Regions from separate parts of the Mus musculus genome. Here regions 2 and 3 are each linked to region 1. Evidence: chromatin contacts called from public HiChIP or PLAC-seq data. All regions are on one chromosome and are shown on one strand. The core of a region is the stretch at or near the end of the contact, and the rest is flanking DNA. Distances in the headings are between cores, read along the strand shown.

Region 1 (4,583 bases), core at 995-3,494:
AAAAAAATATGAACAAAGTTTTAATATCAAAAATGTTGATGCTGAGAAATCTTAATCTAGAGTTCTAACTTTACACCAAAAAGTACATTCATCACATTGTAGTTTTCTAGTACAAAAAAATTTATATTTCCTGTTACATAAATGCTCATGTTAAAAATAATATCTTTAGCAAAGTAGCTCAGATACAAGATTATACCATGAAAACCTGAGTTCCATCTCCATAAAAACAAACAAGCAAGCAAACAAAACCCACATCTGGCCAGGCAGTGGGGGTTTGTGCCTTTAATCCCAGCACTTGAGAGACAGAGGGAGGCAGATCTCTGTGAGTCGAGGTTAGCCTGGTCTATGTAGAGAATCTTTTGTCTCAAAAAAAATGAAACAAAACAAAATGTCTGTAACTCTAGCCCTCCTATGCAAAGATGAGAGGAGACTCGATCACCTGGAACCTCAGGGCCCAGCAGGCCTCAGTGCACAGCATGGCACACATAGAAAGTAAGACCATGCTTCAACAGGGGAGAGTGGAGAACAGGCTCACAGATGCAGAGACCCTCTGACCTCCACGTGCCCTCTGTACCATGCACACACCCAGACCCACACACACTCATCACAAAACACCTTAAAACAATTTCAAAAAATAGTAGCTTCTGATTGAATTGTTTCAGCTATTATTATACACATTAATCTAAGCAATTGATTGAGCAATTACTATCAATATAAATAACAAGATGGGCAATGTATAAAATTAAATGTTTATAACAAGATTATTTCTATAATTGTTGCATCTGTGGAAAAATATTACTTAGGGTTAGACTAAAACAATTCAGTGCAATGACATTCCTGTTTTCACTGTGATCTGAGCAGCCTTTTATCCCGTGAGCCAACAGAGAGGTCAATGCTATACTAACTCACTCAGCCCCTAACTCTGAGTTATGCAGCTGAGTTGTACCATGGTTAACTCTAAAAGTTACTTCTAAATGTTGCTAAAAGCAAGGGATTTTAAACTGACTTATAGTAGCTTCTTTGTCCTTCTAGACATTTCTTCAACAGCTACTAGTGACCCATATAGCCCCAGCTTCACGGCAGAGTTTGCCTTGGGTCTTGCTCTGGGCAGAGCCTTTTAGAAGTTCTTCCCTATCGGTTGGCACTGCCAGAGCTTCCCCTGGCATTCACTGTATACTAGTCAATGACTAGGAATTGCATGGAACTGCCTGTATCTGTCTATTGGTCCATCGTGAAAATCAAGTACACATACCAAAAGCTTGATCTGAAATCTAGGTCTTAGAAACTATATCATATAAATATGGTCAAAATTAGATCCTCAGGAAAGAGCACTCCAAATATGCCTCAAGTTCTGTCCATTCTCCCTTACCTCTTAGATACTCTGTACTGTGCTGTGGTCAATTTCCCCGTCTCAGGGTCATGTACTGTAGCTCGGCTCAGCTACAAAAAGAAAAAAGAGAAAGGACAAGGCTTACACTCCAGCAGGCTGTCTCTGGGCTTTGTTCTCTGTTTTGCCAAGCCACAGGTGATTGGAAGGATTGATTGGTCTGCCTGGTGGGTAATGGTTCGAATCATAAAACACTCAGAAAGGTGGCAAGAAGAGCCACTCGTTCGTTCGTCCGGAGAGAATCTGACTGTAAATGTATTTATTGTCCTTTCACTTTTTTAAGACTAAACCCTTTGAGGCGTATGTCAATGATCTGCAGCAGTGGGTTTCACAGGAGCTCTCCCAAGTCTAGAAGTTTAATGCTTCAAATATAGATCAACAAGTTTTCTAAATTAGTTGATCATTTTGAAACTTTCATCAAGACAAGCTGGCTTTTCTCTAAACCATCCAAGTCAACGGAGGTGGGAAGTGATTTGGAAGGCTGAGCTCAGAAGCACAGCTGCTCTTTCCAGAGCCAACTTGTAGGCCAGTGGCTTGGTTTTTGTTTTTGTTTTAATAAAAAACTTCAGACCAGATTACTCCATATGACAAGGACAGCCTGGAGGTAAAAGACAACAGCAGACAATCACCACAGGGGAGGGTGTGTGAGCAGCACTCCACCCTGGGTGAACACACTGCCTCTTTTTTCTTTCTTAATTTCACATGCTCACAACAAAGGCAAAAGAAAAGGACCAGGCAATTTCCTGAGTGTTTAATACCTGATCATGACAATGCACTTAGTTCCTGAAACTCGAGGCCAATCAGAGATTAAAAACCAGAACTTCTAGTCAAGGGAAAACCCGTGAAACACAAGCACTCATTCACGCACTGCTCTGGAGTGTATGGCGGCCACTTGAGCTGGAGACTGGAGACGATCCACTTCGGTTAAGAAGAATTCTGGTAGGATGTTCAAAACGCTCGTTAGGAGGAAAGTATGTGGCATCCAATCTTACCTTTTGCTAATTCTGTAATGTACCGTCTCCAAGGCTCCTGTTACTGGGTTTGAAATGGTGGCTCGCCTCAGCTGTGAAGCCAACCGTCAAAACAGTTGCATTACAAGACAAAAAAACGATCACATTTCCCTAACCAGCCACAATGCTGGGTTTTCTTTTCTTTCTTCTTTAAACAAAAGAAGGTGAATAGAAAATAACTCAATACCCTTCCAATCACCTTGTGTCGCGCCTTGAAAGCCAGTTAGTTTTATGTTTCTTAAAAACTATTTTACTTGCTTTTCACTGCGTGAATAGAGGTCACACAAACAGAAAAGGTTGGAATTAATTTCTTCAGTAGGATAGAACATTGATAACGTGAAGAAAAGGCTCTAAAATGCAAAGTACCATTGATATTATAAGAATGGCCATTTGTAACTAATTAATCATGGACTCTAAAACCTCAGATTGTGACTCGTGACAACATGATTAGAGGGTCCCAATATTGTCTAAAATTTATTTTAAGGTCATTCTTTCCTCTTTTCAAGAGAAAGTGTGTACTTAACAGTATGTACAGTAAAACAGCCTTTCCACAGCCATGCAGGTAAAAGGAATGCATAGTCTTAACAGAAATGCTGACAGCCAAGAGAATAAAAAAAACAAAATTTAAATGGGAGGTTGATGCTGAAATAACAGAAAAATTAACTTTCACTGCCACTAAATTTACTGCTCAAAAATAATCTCAACTAAAACATTTCCTATGAAGCCTGGGGCCTTCCATCTCAAAAGTGAATTCTTAACAAAGATTCTACCAAGAAATACTGGTAAACTGGGTCTGACTATAAATAAGGGACCGAGTTAGGAATTCTAAAGAGAATGAGAAAATATGGAATGATTTTAAGAGGTTTTCTGCTAGGCAGCCAATTTGCTATATCTCTGGACAGCACCCATTGCATCACAAAAACTACATGATTTAAGGGGGGAAAAAAAGTGTTAATTTGGAAAAATAATAAAACTTTAAAAACTTTGAAATTTATCTAAGTATATACACACCTGGCCAGCAAACCCACTAGCCAAATAAACTGCCATCAGCTTTTAGAAATAAAATCTTGATTGTACCATAACCACCTCATTTATTTTCCTATTTTCTTTGGCTGCCTTTACACCAGATGGCAGAGCTGAGCAGTCGTGACAAGAGACCACACAGATGACAAAGCCCTCTAGAACATTTGCTACCTCAGCCTTTAGAGAAATAGATCAACCTTACATGTTATGGAAGAAAAACTAATAATCAGAATGTACTTAATAATGTCTACAAAAGTTTGCATTTTATCTTTAATAAGATGTACTGTCTTAAAGAACAAGATGGTAGGAAAAGGTAAGGGCAGAGAGGTAGTCTCCACTCTACACTCTCACACAAAAGACAAGTTTCTATGCCAAACACTGAAAGTGTAGAATTTGGCATAATTCACATTCAACTACTTTTCTTACTAATACAGATTAAGGGGGCTGGAGAGATGGCTCAGCAGTTTGGAGCACTTGTTTGCAGAGCACCAAGGTTGGATTCCCTGCAGTGCAGGCAGAACACAGAAATCCTGTCCCAGAGGATCTAACTCATCTGGCCTCCATGGGCACTGCATGCACATGGTACAGACACTCATGCAAACAAAACACCCATACACATAAAAGAAAAATTTAACACAATAATAATAAACTAAAATTAGTAAACTATATAATACTATTTTAAAACTAGCAAGATATCTGTTCCTAATTATACTTTTCTACTATTATTATGTCTAAAGGAAAATTACAATACTTGGAGTATTCATTCAGATAAAAAAAATACTAGGCATGAAAAAATTGAGCTCTGAGTGGTACTGAGAGCTATGACCTACGCGAAAGGTCTTCCAGTGAGACAGCAAACCACTGACTCTGTGTATGAACACATATCTACAGTGTTCACTACTCACTGTGTCAAGCCCAGCTATAGGATATGTTACTTGTGTGGATAACAAACTGAGACAACTAGTGTAAACTCTAAGTTAACACTGTTGTGTTGAGGCAGTAACAGTTAAAACCATCTAAAGTTACAGCCGCCCCAGTTATCCTTCCTGTCGCCTTGCAAATTAAAAGATTAACACACACATATCTGGTAAACTGAGAAGAAAAAGTTACCCTTGGTTTTGCTAAGTCTTTGACAATCTCAATCTCCGCGTCAGAGATGATGT
Region 2 (4,583 bases), core at 1,304-3,803, 440 kb before region 1:
AGTCAGTGATCAGCGCTTTTAAAATCCTTGACTCCAGAACCAGGCATGTGGTGCACGGCTTTAATCCCAGCACTAGGGAGGGGGAGAGAGGTGGGTCTCTGAGTTTGAGGCCATCCTGGTCTGTAAAGTGAGTTCCAGGACAGCCAGGGCTACACAGTGAAACCTTGTATCAAACAACAACAACAAAACAAAAACCAACTAACCAAGCAGCCCCCCCCCAAAAAAAAATCCCAAAATAAAAAACAAGCAAAACAAAAAACAAACAAAAAACCCCCAAAACAAAAACCAATAAAAATATTTCTCTGGTTCTTTAATTAACCCCTAGTGTGTATGGATCATGCTACTGATCCTATTTATTGACTTCTTAAAAATGGACAGACCTTTAGATTTAAGGACTAAGACAACAAAATAAAGAACTTGAAAGGGACAAAAAATAAAACCACTAAAGCCACACATACACACACACACAAATATATGTGTATGAGCACATGTACATACATATTAAGTATTCATGAGCACCTATGTATGCATGTATGTTATTTGAAATAATGGTATTGTTAAAGTTGCAAGAGGATTTTCCCAGGGTGAAGACATACTGTAATTTTGGTTTTCTTATTTCCCTACAATTTATTTTTACATTATAATTCTATTTTGCATCTATATTTTGCATAAAAATATATTATAATTTTATGCACATGGGTATGTTTGCATGCACATGGTGCACCATGTGTGTGTCTGGAATCCATGGAGGCCAGAAGAGGGCACTGGATCCTGGGGAGCTAGAGTTAAGATGGTTGAGAGCCACCTGGTGGGTCCTGGGAATTGAACCCAGATCCTTGGGACAAGCGTCCTGGACTGTTATCCCGAGTCTCTTCTGCAGCCTCCTCACACAGTCTGTAATGCTGTGGTAATATCATAGTTTCTGGTGAAAAACCACAGCCCACTTTTTCACATTTAAGAAAATGCTTGCTCTGGTCTTCTCTCAACACTTTGACAAGAATAAGGCAGGTCATACTGTATATAGATTTTTTCCCTCAAAGAAAAAATATTAGTAAAATACCTTTACCTTTATAACCAACAGTTGTATTACTTTACAAGGGAGGAGGCTGCTCATAGGTCTTTTTTCTTAAAATATAAACAAACAAAAAACCTCCTTTAAATATGTACTTTGCTTGTTAAAGTTATAAATACTTAAAGGAGTAAAGTACCTTTTATTGAATAATTCAAGCTAAAACCGAGAATGGAATAAGAAACTATAAATTTATTATTATCTCTATTTTGCTTTGTAGAAGCAAAAGAGTAAAAGAGAAGCAATCCCGATGAAAACTCTGCTTTGTTTGCTTGCATGTAATTAAGAGTCAACTCTGTGGGGCTTTGAGGTTAAGAGTACTGGCTGTTCTTCCAGAGGACCCGGGTTCAGTTCCCAGCACCCACCTGGCAGCTCACACCTGCCTGTAACTTCAGTTCTAGGGGATCTGACACCCTCACACAGACAGACAAGCAGGCAAAATGCCAATGCACATCAAATAAATAAATAAATTGTGAGGAAAAAAGAAAGAATCAACTCTGGACCCGGCAGCTTGGTAGCACGTGCCTACAAACCAGTACTTGGAAGGCAGAGCCAGGAGACTAAGTTTGAGGCCAGCATGATGTACAAAATGTGTAATCAACCCAGCCAGGTCTATGCTAAGAAATCCTGTCTCAAAAAGCCAGGATCAAAAACAAAAGCCAAGACAAATACAGGCTGTGAGGACAACCAAGCCCAGCTGGAGGCCTTCCTGCCCCGTCCTTTTCTGTAACCACTTGGCCTTTGTCTCTCACAGGCAATGTGATCCCTGCCTGCACTGTTAGAGCAAGAAACGGTACACACAGTTATGCTTGGATGGATCCAAACATGATTCTAGGGGCTCCTTAGGCACTCTGAAATTAACCCCTCTGGGCTAGACTATAGTGTTGTGCACAGTGCACAGTGGCAGAGCACTCGCCTGGCTTGGGCCAGACTTAGGTTAGACCCAACACTGAAAGCAATAGCAACAGGCAGGCAAGCCAGCTGGTACATAAATACATTTGCCACCAAGCCCAAGAACTTGAACTTAATCCCCAGATCTCATAGATTAGAAGAGTAAATTTTAAAAAAGTATTAATCTCATTTTCTCTAATCCTTAACAATTTATTTATTTGGATTATGTGTGTGTGTGAGACGAATGTGCAGGCCCATGTGCTATGGCCCACTTGTAGGGATCGGACAACCCCGTAGAATCAGTTCTTTCTTTTCACTGTGGGAATAAGCAAAAGAAACTTAACCTAAGTGCTACCATTTTGTTTTCACATTCCATTTAATCATAGGAGAAACTAAATAAAGGTCCCAGGTTCTAGGAGAGCTAGGAACTTCCCAATAGCTGAACAGCTTCTCTTAGTGAGAAGGCTCGGCTGATTCCATGACAGGCTTCAAACTGGCAGTTCAGGAGACGAGGCCTAAATCTCAGTTTCTAAGAACTGGGCAAGCCCAGGCAAGTCCTGCCCTCAAAGCTGCCCACCACCTGGCCCGAGGCAAAGACAATGGGTCGGCAGCAGTTTCCAGACTTCACACCTTGAAAATGGTTCCAGAAAGTCTAGAGGTGGAGTAAGACAAAGGTCATCTATCCCAGAATTCCAATGTGTTTTAAAGCGAGCCTTCTTCAGGCTCACGTGATTGTCTCTCTATCCTGGTAATGGGAGAATGCTGGACTTCTGAAGAATAAAACACTCTGCGCTTTCATACTGTTTTGAGTCTGGGGTTTCATTCTTCGGGGAAGCATGGACCCTTACATTATAAGGAAAAAGTTGTCCCAGTCCAGACATCTCAAGGACAACCTCTCCATCTTGCTGGCAGGGTCAAACAAGGTCATGTTCCAGGCCCAGGAACCGACTCCTATCCTGATTGGTGAAAACTCCCTTGCTCAACCCCTTAAGTCAAAATATGACTGGACAATGCTACAGCCCACTCCGCTCCCTCTCGCTGCGTGGTCTCATCCTTTAAATGTGCTGTGTAATTTCTCTCTAGGGTCCCAGTTCAGCTCCCAAGTCTGTTCTGTGGCCCGGATCAATCAGTAGCAGCTTGATTACAGTAAATTTTTGTCGTCTGCATTGACGTGGTGTTTGAGTTAAGTTGGATTTAGTGGATCCTACGCACTACCTATATGTGGCTCTGGGGCTGGACTCAGGTCAGAAGCATCTTTACTCTCTGAGCCACTTGCTGGGTCTCTCTATTCTTATTGATAGTGGTGAATAGTTAGCCCATTTCTTTGTGCCCTGCTTTTAGGATTTTTTCCCTATTAAACAAGGTAATCTCTCTCTCTATATATATATTTGCCCAGAAACATAAGACAGTCATTAAGTGACTGGCTGATTATACACTATCCACACAGACCCCCAACTCATTTCATAATTTCTTTGTTGTATGTTCTAGTTAGTCTTTATTCTTGCATAAATTAGTTTTTTACTTTCTTTGACATGACAGTTCCTTTCCCCCAAATTAAAATTAACCATAATCTTTCAAAGAATTCTCTAGTATCTTTCATTTTGATTGACATCTTTCTTGCTACAGTCTTCAAGAAATCAATGAATATATTAACTGGAATTAGACTCGGCACCTGTCTCCAAGGAACCCTGCTCACTCATTTCTGGCAGCCTTAGATGGAATTCTTAACCTAAAAAAGAGTTTTAAGGAAGCAACTTTGTATTCTTACATCACTTCTTTAAAACTGTGTTTTTGTTGCTGTTGCTCTCAAATAGAGAAAGGGAGAGGGGAGGAATGGGACAAAGGCTGTCAGAGTGTAAGAGCACTCAGACAGGGCAGAGCTCAGCAGGTGATCGTTCTCATGATGCTGCAGCTGGCTTGGGTAACAAACAGAATAGTCTTCTCTGTCCTGGGAGTGATACCTGGGTAGCAAAGGAACCAGAAACGGACTTCTGGAGAAGGCCAAATGCTACAACTTTGGTCCTTTTCAGCCCCTAAAATCTAAACTGTGTTGAGTCCCATAGAAACCATAGCACAGGCTAAAAAGAACAAAACAAACCGAGAACCAATCATGTAAGGAACAGAAATAGCTCTGTCTGAGAGGAATTGTGAAGGTACCAGGCTCCGAGCAGACACTACCACACAGCAGCTGTGGCTGTCGACAGTATCAGTGTCTCCACCTGTGATATGGGTGTGTCCTCTCCTCTATCACATGGACTCTGATAGAGCTGATGAGAATGAAAGAAAGGCCAGCTGGTGCATGGTTTTTAATGCCAGTACTCAGGAGGCAGAGTCTCTGTGAGTTCCAGGCTAGCCAAGAGAACCTGTCTCAAATAAAAAGTTAAGATATGCAAAGTGCCTGGGTCAGAGGCAGCCACTTGTATAACATTCACAGGCGTCCCCTCCTCTCAGCCTTCTGGAAATGCAGAGTGATGGATCAAACTTCCTTTATTCTCAAAACTGCTGTTCTGAGAAAAAGGCAGAAAAGAGCAGATAAATGGAACCATAAATCTCCTCCATCTCAAGTTTTAAAGGAGACAAGGCACGGAATAAACTAGTAAGAGACAGGAAGAACGATGGAATT
Region 3 (4,583 bases), core at 1,435-3,934, 400 kb before region 1:
TTCCACGTCGTCCCCAGGGTGGTCAAAGCATTTCTGGAATGGAAGTTTCCTATTGGGATGTCTCGTAATTTTAGGGGGACGTAGCTTCAACTTTCTGGCAAACTGCCTGCTGTGTCATTCACTCCAACACACAACCCACCAAAGCCGGATGAGTTCAGAGAACTGGTAGCCGTTCAGCGGAGCAGTTCGGGAGGGAACCTGAACCTTCTATTATGTTCCACTGAAGCGGGGTGGGGTGGGGTGTCCTGTGTAATGAAGGCTGTCACCGTGTTGGCTGCCATCTGAGGGAGTAGTTCAGGTCAGTTAATTTAGCCAGGCTCTGCTCCAAATATCAAGCGGCTTCAAAAAGCTTTTTTTACATCAGTAAACTTCATTGGCTGTGGAATAAAATTTGGTTGAAACTTACCGCTCTTTCCAAATCAAGCTCAGTTATCATTCAGAAAGTTCTTGAATGAAAAGCAAGCATCACTAGCGATTTACACGTCTGCAGTGGGGGCTGCCGAGGCCCAGAGGAATCTACAGTAGAGGGGTGGGGTGGAATGAGCTCCGGTGAACAGCGGAGTTTGCCTCTCCGCTGGGCAAATGGAGTCTTTATACAAAATAACCAGTCAAGGACAGCACAGGGAGACTTTTCTAGGTGCCTGAACTAAGGAGAGAACAATTACCCACAGGGTATGGGGCCGCTAAAACCCACGAAAGATGGCGTACACGTTAGTGGGAGGTCCTTCCATAAAATGAGCACAGGCTCATAACCATGTCAAACAGCTACGAACTGTCCTCACTGCCCCAGTTCTCTGGCAAGGCAAGAGACACTCAGCTAAGGGTGCTGCTGCCCCTCGGCTGTACAGAAGAGCCACTGTCTGAACGAGGGCACGACAGTCTGAGGTCCACACTCTTGCTCTGCTGCGCACCATGCTACCCCGTGACACAGAGCTGTATCTCTCACCCCGGTTCAGCATGCTTTATAACAGCTACTGGTCACTTACACATGGCTATCAGATGCGGGAGCGCACACCACGGAAATAAATGCCTTGGAAAAGAAAGAGGTCACACGCCAAAGCTAGATTTCGTTCTCGTTATTAGTTAGTGATACTGTGTGGAAAAAAAATAACTGAAGTTAATTTGTAAGAAAAAGACCATGAAAGTGATTTAAAAACCTTTGAGTACAAAAGAAGATGGGAAAATCTCTGAGGAAGAAGAAAAAATGGAAATTTTAGCAAGTTTTCAGGGATTGAACTCAGAGCCGTGCCCAGGCTGAAGCACACATTCTAGCACAGAGCTACCCCAGCAACCCAGAGGATCTGGGAAATGCTGACTCAGCACCTGGGTTCACTGTAATAATTCAATTACCCTCTGAGCTTTTTGCTCAAAAGAAAAGGCTATCATAACCAGTCCTGTTCAAATGATGCTTTATCCCCCACAGCCAATCATTACTGGCAAGAAGAATGCCTGGTTTTGTCCATGACAGAAACAACATCTTACTCAAATGGCCTGATTACCATCAGAAGGGATCCAGTTTACACACCACATGGATAGATCACTTTAAGAGTGACAGGGGCAATAAAAAGACAGACAGACAGTACTTTCCAAAATGCCAGCTGACCACATTATGACACAGTGGGACACAGAACAGCTTGATTCTAGTTTCTAAATCCAGTTATTAAATTTGCATGTTTCATATTTTCTTTCCTGAAATGAAAAATTTTCATTTATTATCAGTTTCTAACTGTGCTTTATCTGGAAGGCAGAGGCAGAACAGCTCAAATTTAAGACCAGATTGGGCAATCGCCTCAAAATCCACCATTCTGAAATCCCAAACCAAACCCCCGAACCAAAAAAAACCATCACCACCAACAACTGGGCAGAGCACACTATTGTTACTTTTATTCAAATAGTAATAAGGCAAGAACATTTGATGAGAAAAAAGTCCTATTAATGAATCAGTCTGCCTTCATTTTAGGCTTAAAGGCCATCTTTTAGTTATGACAAATTAGGTTCCTTCCTTCCCTGTTTCTCAAGGATTAGGCTATGCCCCACCTGTAATCTTAACTACAAAGGGCTTTGTCCTGCCTGTTCCAGGAAATGACAACCATGCCTTTGTTTTAAAAGGTTATTATGGCCACCTGTTGTCATGAACACCCTGCTATGATTACTTTATGGCCATGTTGCAACCCTACCTCTGTTTAAAATGTTCTTGTGACCACCTTATTTTTGCTCCTGTAACTCCACCTATCTTGTGGTCAAATCCCCCATTTGGAACCTCTTACCCCTCAGCTATAAATATCTTGTCTTCCTCATGTCCAAGGCTGACCTGTTGCACCCCGCCTTAGGGGGAGGCAGCTCATGTACATGCATTTAAAAAGCTTGCTTTAATTAACTGCTTGCTTTAATTAATTTGGCCATGATGATTTGAGTAGGCAGTGTTTCTCACATCTTTGGGATTAACACTATTTACGAATAGGTCAAATTCTAAAAGAGGCATATGAAAGTAGAATACAGCACTCAGGACAGCTCCACGGGCCCCCTACTGTGTGACCTGTCTCGTGACCTAGCTTGCCTATCCTCTTAACTGTAAAATGTAAAATGCACAGTCCCGGGAAATGATGCTACAGATGGAATGAGCAATTATGTATCAGCACGGATAGTGCCTGACAGACAAGCAAACAATGCAAAGACTTTGCCTTCCCTCGCCCATCTTCCCTCCCTCCCTTCCTTTTTCCCTGAGAGGAAGTCTCACTAGGTAGACTTTGCTGGCCTGGAACTCATTCTTTAGACTAGGCTGCCTTGAACCTTGCCTGTTTAACATAGCAAAGCCGACTGCCCGCCCACCCAAGTCTGTACTCACAAGTACCCGTCACAGTCATCCTGGCTAGTGTACCCCTTCCCCAACTTTAAACCTCCCCAGCCTTGAGTGTTGCTTCCCCAGTCCCTTTTCCTATACAGCTCAGCCGTTCTGCCTACATGTCTTCTGTGTCTCCTGGCTTGCTTTCTGGTCTGGTTCTTCTCTTGGGGTCTCGGCTTCCTGCTTCCTTCCCCACGGTCCCATGTGTTCTTTCTCTCTTGGTTTCCTCTCTCCTGTCTCTCTCACAGCCCCTACCCCTACCCTCTTCTCCTGGCCCAGTTCAGTCTGGACTCTCCCAGGCGCCTCTGGCTGTACCCTCCTCCATAGCTACAAAAAACCTTCTCTTCCGCCACACCTGGGAGGGTCACGTCCTCATTTTTCCATTCATACCCCAATAATACTAGTTAAAATATCTGTGCAAGCTTCAGGCTTCAAGAAGCCTTGTCCACAAGCTCATTCATTGTTTTGGAATCTAGTTTCTCCTGCCTTCCTTTTTAAAAATTTCCTTATTGTAAAAGACAGAAAATATAAGGGATATATCCTATTATAGATGGCATTGGTGGCTAAACAAAAATATAAATCAGAAGCAAAAATATTAAAATTCTGCCTATTTTTATCTGTATTTAGCACCAGTAAGACCTGAATTCATATATGAATTCAATAGAATGTGGACTTGACTGATTTTAAGTCTCTCAGAGGTGGGAGGGTGAAAGTGTTAGGGCCATCGATTGACAGGTGGGACTTCATAATACTTCAGTGCCTCGTACAGCCACGGAAACAGTCAACAGAGCGCAGTGGAAGCCTGCGGGCGGGGAGAACCCAGTGGCGTGTCAATAACCTTTAAAGAGCTTTGGGGGCTGAGGTTGCAGTTTAGTGGTAGAGCACATACACTTTACATGCAAGAGGCTCGTTCGATCTCTATCATAAACATGAAAGACAGACTGACTGACAGATAGGAAAGAAGGAGATGAGGGAGAAAGGGAAGGTTGGAAAGATAGGGAGGGGAGAGGAACGAGACTTGGGACGATGGTGAATGGTCTGTTTCAACGGGAATCTGCTGCTGCTGCTGTGTTTGAAACAGGATAAGAACTTAGTCATCTTTGGGAGAGAAGGCCAGGGTGACATCAAAGCTCGGCCACAGCATCCCTGCATCCCTGCTCAGGAAGCGATCACATCCGCAGCATGAAGTTCCCCCCTTCGATGTCTGAAGGGAACGTGACCGCATCTGATTCCAGGCGTGTGCTTACTTCATGTCACAGGAATAGAAAGTGCAGGGTGCATCTCTCTATATTTAGATTGCCAAGGAGGAGGAGTGAGACACAAAGGGACCCAAAGACTAGAAAACACACAAAATACGTCATACCAATTAAAGACAGCAACTAAGACTAGACACATGACACTACTGTAAAATAAAGCTCTGTTTGGAAATAAATATTTTGTTTTATAGGGTAATTACTAGATGCTAAAAACATCAAGTGGAAATTATAGTTTTTAATAAAAAATAATGTATAGTACATGAAATGATTATAGCAACAAATCTTGGGTGAAAACATGTATATTAGGAGGGGTGTAATAAAATCCCCTGTATTTCCATATGCTATATCATCACTACTTCTAACAGTACTAACAAATTATTAGTTTTTAAAAGAATTTTTTACATTTTTTTTCTTTTTATGTGTGTGCTTCATATATGTTCTGTGTAGGCTGGTGTGCCTGTGGGGTCAGTCCTCTTTCCACCAGG

What was found. HiChIP or PLAC-seq counts read pairs in DNA pulled down with a chosen protein or histone mark.
Region 2: a contact with region 1 is called in an H3K27ac HiChIP or PLAC-seq map of embryonic stem cells, with 5 times the contacts expected there. The contact joins two enhancer-like sites. A contact is called at or near these places in 8 of 39 promoter capture datasets (the C10 cell line, the HPC-7 cell line, cranial neural crest and 5 more), 1 of 484 Hi-C or Micro-C datasets (the Ba/F3 cell line), 7 of 115 datasets of contacts at active chromatin or transcription factors (acute myeloid leukemia, embryonic stem cells, epiblast stem cells and 2 more) and 1 of 9 other capture datasets (embryonic stem cells).
Region 3: a contact with region 1 is called in an H3K27ac HiChIP or PLAC-seq map of embryonic stem cells, with 6 times the contacts expected there. The contact joins two enhancer-like sites. A contact is called at or near these places in 6 of 115 datasets of contacts at active chromatin or transcription factors (embryonic stem cells, large pre-B cells and stem cell-derived neural progenitor cells) and 1 of 9 other capture datasets (embryonic stem cells).

The regions. Positions count from the first base shown.
Region 1 is chr10:59,352,207-59,356,789 of GRCm38.p6, reverse strand. P4ha1 (procollagen-proline, 2-oxoglutarate 4-dioxygenase (proline 4-hydroxylase), alpha 1 polypeptide) reads right to left here. Exons shown (of 15, transcript NM_001316371.1): 8 at 4,531-4,583; 9 at 1,370-1,440. Among named protein-coding and RNA genes, the nearest start is that of P4ha1, 31 kb to the right of the region's middle. Within about 2 kb of position 2,244, at least 9 of the 459 cell types and tissues checked have an H3K27ac peak or open chromatin away from gene starts, as enhancers often do. A contact at or near this core is called in embryonic stem cells, where this site is marked.
Region 2 is chr10:59,793,256-59,797,838 of GRCm38.p6, reverse strand. The region is part of intron 8 of Micu1 (mitochondrial calcium uptake 1); the gene reads right to left. Among named protein-coding and RNA genes, the nearest start is that of Gm17059, 4.7 kb to the left of the region's middle. Within about 2 kb of position 2,553, at least 15 of the 459 cell types and tissues checked have an H3K27ac peak or open chromatin away from gene starts, as enhancers often do. A contact at or near this core is called in embryonic stem cells, where this site is marked.
Region 3 is chr10:59,751,847-59,756,429 of GRCm38.p6, reverse strand. The region is part of intron 5 of Micu1 (mitochondrial calcium uptake 1); the gene reads right to left. Among named protein-coding and RNA genes, the nearest start is that of Gm17059, 46 kb to the left of the region's middle. Within about 2 kb of position 2,684, at least 16 of the 459 cell types and tissues checked have an H3K27ac peak or open chromatin away from gene starts, as enhancers often do. A contact at or near this core is called in embryonic stem cells, where this site is marked.